Linked DNA regions of Mus musculus: region 2 is linked to region 1. The links are chromatin contacts, called in public ChIA-PET maps. All regions are on one chromosome and are shown on one strand. Each heading gives the region's core, a stretch centred on a gene start, on an enhancer-like site or on the middle of the called end of the contact. The rest is flanking DNA. Distances are from core to core; before and after follow the strand shown. Region 1 overlaps 1700025G04Rik (RIKEN cDNA 1700025G04 gene). Region 2 overlaps Gm36920 (a long non-coding RNA gene).

The links. ChIA-PET counts read pairs in DNA pulled down with a chosen protein or histone mark.
Region 2: an RNA polymerase II ChIA-PET map of memory CD8 T cells shows a contact between it and region 1, with 17 read pairs. The contact joins two enhancer-like sites. A contact is called at or near these places in 1 of 484 Hi-C or Micro-C datasets (pre-megakaryocyte-erythroid progenitors), 2 of 115 datasets of contacts at active chromatin or transcription factors (embryonic basal ganglia and memory CD8 T cells) and 1 of 9 other capture datasets (embryonic stem cells).

Annotation. Positions count from the first base shown.
Region 1 is chr1:151,892,412-151,896,370 of GRCm38.p6, reverse strand. It overlaps 1700025G04Rik (RIKEN cDNA 1700025G04 gene), which reads left to right. Exons shown (of 6, transcript NM_197990.3): 6 at 2,939-3,959. The coding sequence ends at 2,977. Among named protein-coding and RNA genes, the nearest start is that of Edem3, 140 kb to the right of the region's middle. Within about 2 kb of position 2,155, at least 29 of the 459 cell types and tissues checked have an H3K27ac peak or open chromatin away from gene starts, as enhancers often do. A contact at or near this core is called in memory CD8 T cells, where this site is marked.
Region 2 is chr1:152,251,900-152,255,858 of GRCm38.p6, reverse strand. The region is part of intron 3 of Gm36920 (a long non-coding RNA gene); the gene reads left to right. Among named protein-coding and RNA genes, the nearest start is that of Gm36920, 36 kb to the left of the region's middle. Within about 2 kb of position 1,683, at least 48 of the 459 cell types and tissues checked have an H3K27ac peak or open chromatin away from gene starts, as enhancers often do. A contact at or near this core is called in memory CD8 T cells, where this site is marked.

The sequences.
Region 1 (3,959 bases), core at 906-3,405:
AGGACAGAAGGATGTCAGATCTCCTAGATCTGAAGTTACAGACATTTGTGAGCTGTCATGTAGACATTGGGAATTGAACCCAGGTCCTCTGCAAGAGCAGCCAGTGCTCTTAACCACTGACCCATTTCTCTAGCCTTGAGTCCTTTAGTAGTTTTTTAATCTTGTAGCTCTTTTGTATTGTTAAAAACACTGTGTTATTAATAAGTACAAAGGTTTCATATACGTGTGTGTGTGGTGTTTGAGTGTGAGTGTGTGTGTGTGTGTGTGTGTGTGTGTGTGTGTGTGTGTGCATTATGTGCAGGTATGTGTGTGTGCTTGAGTGATCTCACTGCCAAGCTCTTCCTCATGATGGAGGAGGGGCCCTCTCACCCTCACGTGAGCTACCTACACCTTTGCCTAGATTTGAGGCTTTATTTTGACATAAGGTGGAGAGGAACTTTTGTTTCTACCATAGAACTTGTATTCATGTATAAGAATTGGGGTTCGGATCTGCCTGGGACACACTGCTGAGGAGGGAACAGAGTTCTCTGGCCCCTGTCAGATCACACCTTACAACCACAGCCTCAGTCACAAGGGTTCTTTCGCCCTTGCTGGGAGCCTGAACAAACCCAATGTTTATCCTAACGGTGAGAACAGAAGTGGCAAGAGCCAACTGTATTGATTACCTGACAGAATGATGTATTCCCCACACAGAACCCTGATCACAGCCCTATTGGATAGAGATCATGGCTGTGCCCAAGAAACCAAAGCCTATTATTTTGCCCAGCATCCATCAGTGAATCCAGTCTGAGCCTCCTCAGGTCAAGCCTAGATAGATTTGTATGTATCCTGTATCACACGATGGAAAATAAACTCCCAGTGATCAGGAACCTTGAAGGTCTCCTGTATATCTCTGCAACGGTGATTGAGAGAATAGTTCCTGCCTGGTCTGGGCCAAAGTGAGGGACAGTGTCAGCCTGAGCCATGTCACTGGGTAGGCTGTCATGGGGTGACTGCTACCTACATCCTCTTCCTGGGAGCACTGGTTGTCCATTTTCTCCATCCACTAGAGATTTTATGCCGCAAATGAATGAAACCTCAAGTTGGCACTGGACTTAGACACTCTGCAAGGCACTCAGAAAGTCAAGAAGTGGGTTATCAGCCCTGCTTCTGTGGGTCCCAGGGCTTCGTTGTATGGCAGCGTGTGTCTGTTTGTTGTGTTTTCTTCATGCATATGAAATATACTTGTATACATGTGCCCACACACTATGAGCAAATGATAGTCACAATTTAGACTCTATTAATACTTTCAACAGCCATGTTAAATAGCTGTCCTCATTTTTATTTGATCAGTGAGAAAAACTGAGACTAAAAGAGGTAACTTGAACAAGGTACCAAAATCAGCAAGAAACACAGCCAGGATTAGCAGCCAGACATGGGACTAAAAATTCGTTATAGTGGCACTTAGCATTAGGGAATTGTGACATATTCCCAATATATGCAGATGTATAACAAGCATTTAAACATGTTACATGTTAGATGAATAGTTACATTTTAAAATTTTTAAGTATTGGTATTTTTAAGAATGGATTCCAGTTATTTAGAAAATTCTGGGTTTGTTTGAAAAATATTTTTTTTACTGAATATGCTGGAAAGAACCATAGGCTGGGGGGTTAGAAAAGTACATCTAGTAACCAAAAAATCGTAGGTTTTTTTACTGTAATAAAATATGATTTATAATTTTATAAATTCAGCCTGAAATCAAAGGAGTAGATACATGGTAAACAAAGAGTTGTTTGCTACCGATACTTCATGCACATCAACTATAGAAATGAAATAGAACCAAAATAAAAGAACAAAGGATGTCTGGAGGTTGCCTGATATAGGTGTATTATAAAATAGTTAACAAGAAGATAGCTTGGGATGATGCTTGCTTATCTAAGTAAGATAAACTACCAAAGTACTTAGTGCCATGCACTATTTTCAGTTATATTACTTGAGGTTCTTATTTTTATATGTTATTGAGCCAAAAGATCTGTTTTTAAAGGAGCATTTGTGCCCAGGTTTAGAGCATCTAGCTTGCACATGAAGAGAGAAACCAGTGAAGTGATTGGTGCAAACCAAATAATCCAACTTGACCTTTCACAGCAGCCCTTCTGTGACATTGTGGTGACACAGAAATGTGGTTTTGTCTTGTACTGTCTGAGGAAGTTACATACTTTTGATCAGGACAGCCCAGCCAGGTCAGATACAGAACCTCAATCCCGGTCCCAGCTGTGTCTTCACAGTGGCGAGGGAACGGAAGAGCCTCAAAAGCAGCCATTTCCTACTGTCCTCAAACTTGCCAGGAACCTACTCGCTGGCCGGCTCATCAAAGGTCCTGTGGTTGGAGTCATCTGTTAAGACATTCCACAGCCCCAGATCTGTCACGTGTGTTCATAAAACCCTTATTTGCGGTTCATCTAAACCATTTTAGAGTGAATTAAAAACTCAGGCACCCCTGGATTTTACACACCTTTCTCCTGTGACATTTTAAAATCCAATTGTGGGGGTGGGGGAAGCTGTAGAATGTGAGCCGCTGAAAGTGACCCTTGTGTCTTCCTGCTGAGAGAGAGAAACACTTTGACTTTCTTGGTGTAAGCTGTATCTCCTATATGCCTGTAATATAAGTTGAGATAAATTCTGCCCGGTGTTTTTAAAAAGCTTATTATAGGATTGGTCTATCACGCCTTGAATAAATAGAGCTTGAAAATCAGCCTGCATGTGCGCATGTACCGTGCGTGCATGCATGCGTGTGTTCCTGCGTGTGCAGCATCAGTCTAAACCCAGTGGTCACTGATGAAAACTCGAGTCTATTACAGAGCAGACGTAAGTTGGAAGCAAATGGACCAGCCTCGGCTATTCTTGACCCTGGTTTACGTTGTTTACCCATGTGACCTTTGCTTTTGTTTCTTCCCAGGGTCGGGATTACTGTTCTGAAGAAGAGGATATCACATAGCATCGGTTCTCAGTCGGACCAGGAGCTACTACTGTGTAAATAGGTTGCACCCCAGTTGAAACCTTTGCAAAGGTCGGTTCTCTTCACTGAACAGCACTATAGCGAACGAAGACTGTTCCATGTCCTATGCCCCATTAAATTACAGTGTTTCTTAATGAACCTGCAGAGGAATATTGCTAAACACAAACACACACACACAAGAACAAAAACAACAACAACAAAAAAAAAAACTGTTCTGGAACTTTCTTTGTTGCTGCTAGTTAAAACTTGTTGCAACTTTTCACTTCTCTCGTGTCCAAGTATGCAGCAAAATTCTGCAGTTCACTTTAAAGATGTTATTGGTTTCAGGATGCTCTCTAGCCTGTATCCTCGGCGATTGGGTAGAGGTGAACTCTGATACAGATGTCAGTTCTAGCCTGGTTCTGCTTTGATGTCAAGCATCCCCTCCCTTCTATTCTCCTTATCCATCTCTTTCGAGTGGTCCAGAGATGGCCTGAGCCTTGCTTCTCACTGGTAACGTGGGGCTTTGGACATGGGATGGTGGCCACGGTGAGCCTAGTTTCTCTGCTTGAAAGAGCCACAATTGATTGAAAGCCTGTTGTAACCTAACCTGACTCCCGGAAGTGACAAAGGAACAAGTGAGCAGTAGGTTGTTCCGCTTACTAGGACTCTTAGTGCAGGATTAAGCTTGTAGCATTGGCTTTTGCTCAGATGCAAATGGAAGTGTGACCACGTGACCACAATCATTTTCAACCCCTCCCTCCTCACTTTTTTTTCTAAGAAAATAAACATTTTGCTGTTTTTCTGTATCCTTGTCTTCTCCCATTCATCCAGTTCAGTTAAAGATGACCCTAGGTGTGGAAGCTAAGTCCTCCTTCACAGGGACACTGATGATTGGCCTAAATGGCTCCCCACCCTTCTGGAGACATCGAACATGGTTTGGAAGGGCTGTGAGTGGTCAGAGGAGATGAGGCGACAACCC
Region 2 (3,959 bases), core at 434-2,933, 360 kb before region 1:
GCGTAGTCTTCATAGAGGAGCTAGAAAGGAAGGAACGCCGGCCCTGCTGCACCTTGGCTGTAGTGCAGTCAAACTCATTTCAACCTTCTCAATTACCGAATACAAACATTGGTTCCCAGGAAATGTACACACTCAGTCAGTCAGTGTTAGATTCCATGAGGCTTTTTCACTTTTTAGGAATTTTATTGGATGGAAAAACAATACTATTTTTGTTTCAGGGACTGAAGTTGCTTTTAATGCTTTCCTCTGCCTTGATGAACTGGGGCATTATCTTGTTTCAATATGAGGTTACATTCTTTCCTATTGATTCACAAACGCTCATTGAATAAAATAGCCCTTAACTCCCTTTGCTTGTTCTGAACGGTCTGGCTAAGAGGAAGAGTAACATCTAAGCCAAAGATGTTGCATCTGCCTTCCTGACCCAGATTTAACTGAGATAAACAAACGCAAGGGAATAAGTCTGGTGCACTTTTGAGGATCAATTTCCTTACTAATAATTGTGTTCATTAAAGATAATTTATTCTGAGCCTACTCTACATTGTTCTTAGATCTGGGAGAGATAAAAATGAACACAGTAGTAAGTCACAAGGAAGCTTAGTGGTCAGGGCAAGGCAGCAGAGCAGGCAGCCAGCAGAGAATGGCAGGTCTGAGACAGAGGCATGGACAGTGCCCACAGCATCACACATTCAGCCCACGAGGCTTGGTGGAGGTTGTCCAAGAGATAGGAGCATGGGAAGAGCACACAGAGATGCAGATACCGAATACCCAGACAAGGAGCAAGGAGTCGTAACCGCTTCATAGAATGGGGGAGACATGGTTTTGAACCGTGAGTCTGGTGTGGTAGGCAGGGCCCACTAAAGTCTGTATAATTTACCTTTTTCTTGAATGCACTGGGCACTGTTTGAAGATGGAAGCCGAGGAGTAGGGTGTGGGCTAGCCTTTAACAGAACCCCTGCCATCTGCTCTGCTGAGGAAAAACAAACCAACAAAACAAAACAAAACACCTAGAAGGGGCACCATCACAGACTGCTCGGAGGTGCTGCACTAGCCCAGGTAGGAGGCAGGGTGATGAGAATAAAGCATATCAGATAGATGAAGACTCTGGACAGACAAGAGACTCCTGTCTGCATCTGTCCCTATTCATATGTTTTGTGCACAAAAGAATATGCAGTATTTTTCTACATGCAGGCACTCTGAAAACTTCAAACCATCTAGTAGAGACAAGTCTTTCTAGAGAGAGGAAAAAGCCGTGTTTAACATACCGAACCATTATAGATACATATCACAGTGATTTATATTTCATGTTCTTTCTGTAGACTGGCTCCAAATTACGGTTTGATGTGGTGATTTAGTAGTTTTATGGTGGTACAAGCATTGTACGCATTCCGCACAAACCACCTCAAGGTTTTGCATATGGATTATTTCCAAGGAAAGGACATGGGCAGGGCCGCGGCCTGAAGCTGAGAAACAGCAGTCAGTCACACGTTCACAGCATGAAAATGACGACATTCTGCCTTGTCTTGTGCTGTTTAACTATCGTGTGCAGTAGGCATCACACACACGGTTTACTTCGGATATTTTCAACTTAAAATGCTTTCATCAGGACTCCCCACCAGAGACTGAGGAGTGTCTATGACTGAATGCATCACCCAGGCATCAGCTTGCCTACCGTCTCCTTCCCCTGGCCACACTGTGTGGGCTGTCACACATGGATGTGGAAAGAAAGGGTCTGGTTTCAGGTCTTCTCTGAGGTTTTGACTTCCTTCCTGCTTGCTCTGCAATTGGTCACCAGTCAACTTCAAGTGAAGATCCTGGACCTGTGGCGGCTAAGAGTTCATCTTGTCACCAAGGAACCAGTAAAGGTGTAACTGAGGGAAAATAAAAGTCTAGATTGTGCCTTTGTTCTACATAACAACACTTCCCTTGGGTTCATAGGAACAGCACTTGACTGAAGCTCTGAATTAGCTGAAGGGGATTACAACATCAAAACGAAGGTGGGATTAAGTAGATTTTTCACCATGTTCTGAGCAGCAAATACTTCCCTGGGCTCTGCCCTCACCTCAGCTTGGATGCTTCCTGCTCCTGAGAGAATGAGCGGGCACCTAAGAGAGAAGACAGGGACTTAATCAAGAGTGAAACTCTCATGTCAGCCCTCAGCTTTACACAGGTGTCAAAAAAAAAAAAAAAAACACTGACTGAGATCTTCCGTCTGCCATTAGCTGTTATTGTGTACATTAAGTAGAATCCACTGCTTAACCCAGGCTACTGGGCTCACCCCAGTATTCAAGGAGGTGCCACAGGACTCAAAGGATACAGAAGTTACATATTAAAACCCAATCTCGTAGAGGATTCAGAGGAACTAAGTTTGGTAGGGGCACAGATTGTAGTACCATTAAGCCCCTCTGTTCCTCGTGGAGAACCACTACTGTCCAGCAAGGCGGGAAGGACCCAAATCAAGCAAATGAGACTTGTTCTGGGGGTGAAGTATAGCTGGGTTAGGGGAGAATCATTAAACCCTGAACCCCCATCTGACAGGAGGTGGTAGTATATGTATCTACCCTGTCATCTTACTAGGGAGAGTGCCAGTTTCCAGCACCTTCCATGGAGGACACTGGTATTCAACCTGCACTTAGCTTGGCATCATGAAGCCTGAGCCACTGTAGTCTGAGTTTCCAGTTTGGCTGAGAATTGGGAAAGGAGAGGCAGGACTGAGGTGGGCTGGGTAATGGAAGCCTCACCCTTTCTCGGAGATCCTGCACAGCACCAGTGTGGCAGGCAGGAGCTCAGCTGGGCACCGAGGGTCTATTTACAGCTTGATAGTCTCTGCTGAATTATTGATGCCTCTGCTGCCTCGGGACCACCCCCTTGTTAACAAATTGCCCTCTCCATGAAAATTTAAAGAGGCAAATGAGGCAATCTCTCAGCCTATTATTTCTTCTTCTTTTGCCATCTGAGCTCTAATCTTATCTCGATCAGCCCAGAAGTCCTCTCTTGAGACACTGCTCAGCTCAGATACCCCGGCCCAAAGCCAGGAAAACCCAAGCGTGTGTGAGAGAGCAACATCCGAGTTCAGAACTGTCCCTGGAGCTGCGGTGACTCTGGCCAGGTGAGCACTGATCATCTGAGTGTCACTGTACCAGGAACTACCGCATCTCAAGTACACCCCTAAGAAGAGGATGGCAAGTTTTTAAATGTGGTCCAGGTTTGGAGTTTGAGTGCCTTGGATGTCTTAAAAAATCGTGGTGAGTGTTTAGTGAGAATAATTTCCTTAAACTCTAAAAAGCAGGAGGTTGGGGCTAGAGAAATGGCTCAGTGGATAAGAGCATGGTGACCCAAGTTTGGATCCTAGCACCCACATAAAAACCCAGGTATAATTACACCTGTGCGGTTACATTAGTACTGTGGGTGATAGAGACAGCAGAGGCACTGGGATTTGCTGACCGCCAGCCAAACTCTGGGTTCGGTTGAGAGACCCTGTCTCTAGAATAATATGGAAAGTGATGGAGCAGAATCATTGGTGTGATGGTGTGTATATGCTCGGCCCAGGGAATGGCACTATTTGGAGGTATGGCCTTGTTTGGAGTAGGTGTGTCACTTTGGGAGTGGGCTTTAAGACCCTCATCCTAGCTGCCTGGAAGTCAGTATTCTGCTAGCATCCTTCAGATGAAGATGTAGAACCCTCAGCTCTGCCTGCACCATGCCTGCCTGGATGCTGCCATGTTCCCACCTTGATGATAATGGACTGAATCTCTGAACCTGTAAGCCAGTTCCAATTAAATGTTGTCCTTATAAGAGTTGCCTTGGTCATAGTGTCTGTGCACAGCAGTAAAACCCTAAGACATTTGACCTCCTCCTCCTCTGGCCTCTGTAAAGGTAAAGGCACCCACACCTGTGCATATCCACCTGTATGTTACACATACCACACACACAAACACATAGACACACACATATACATACAC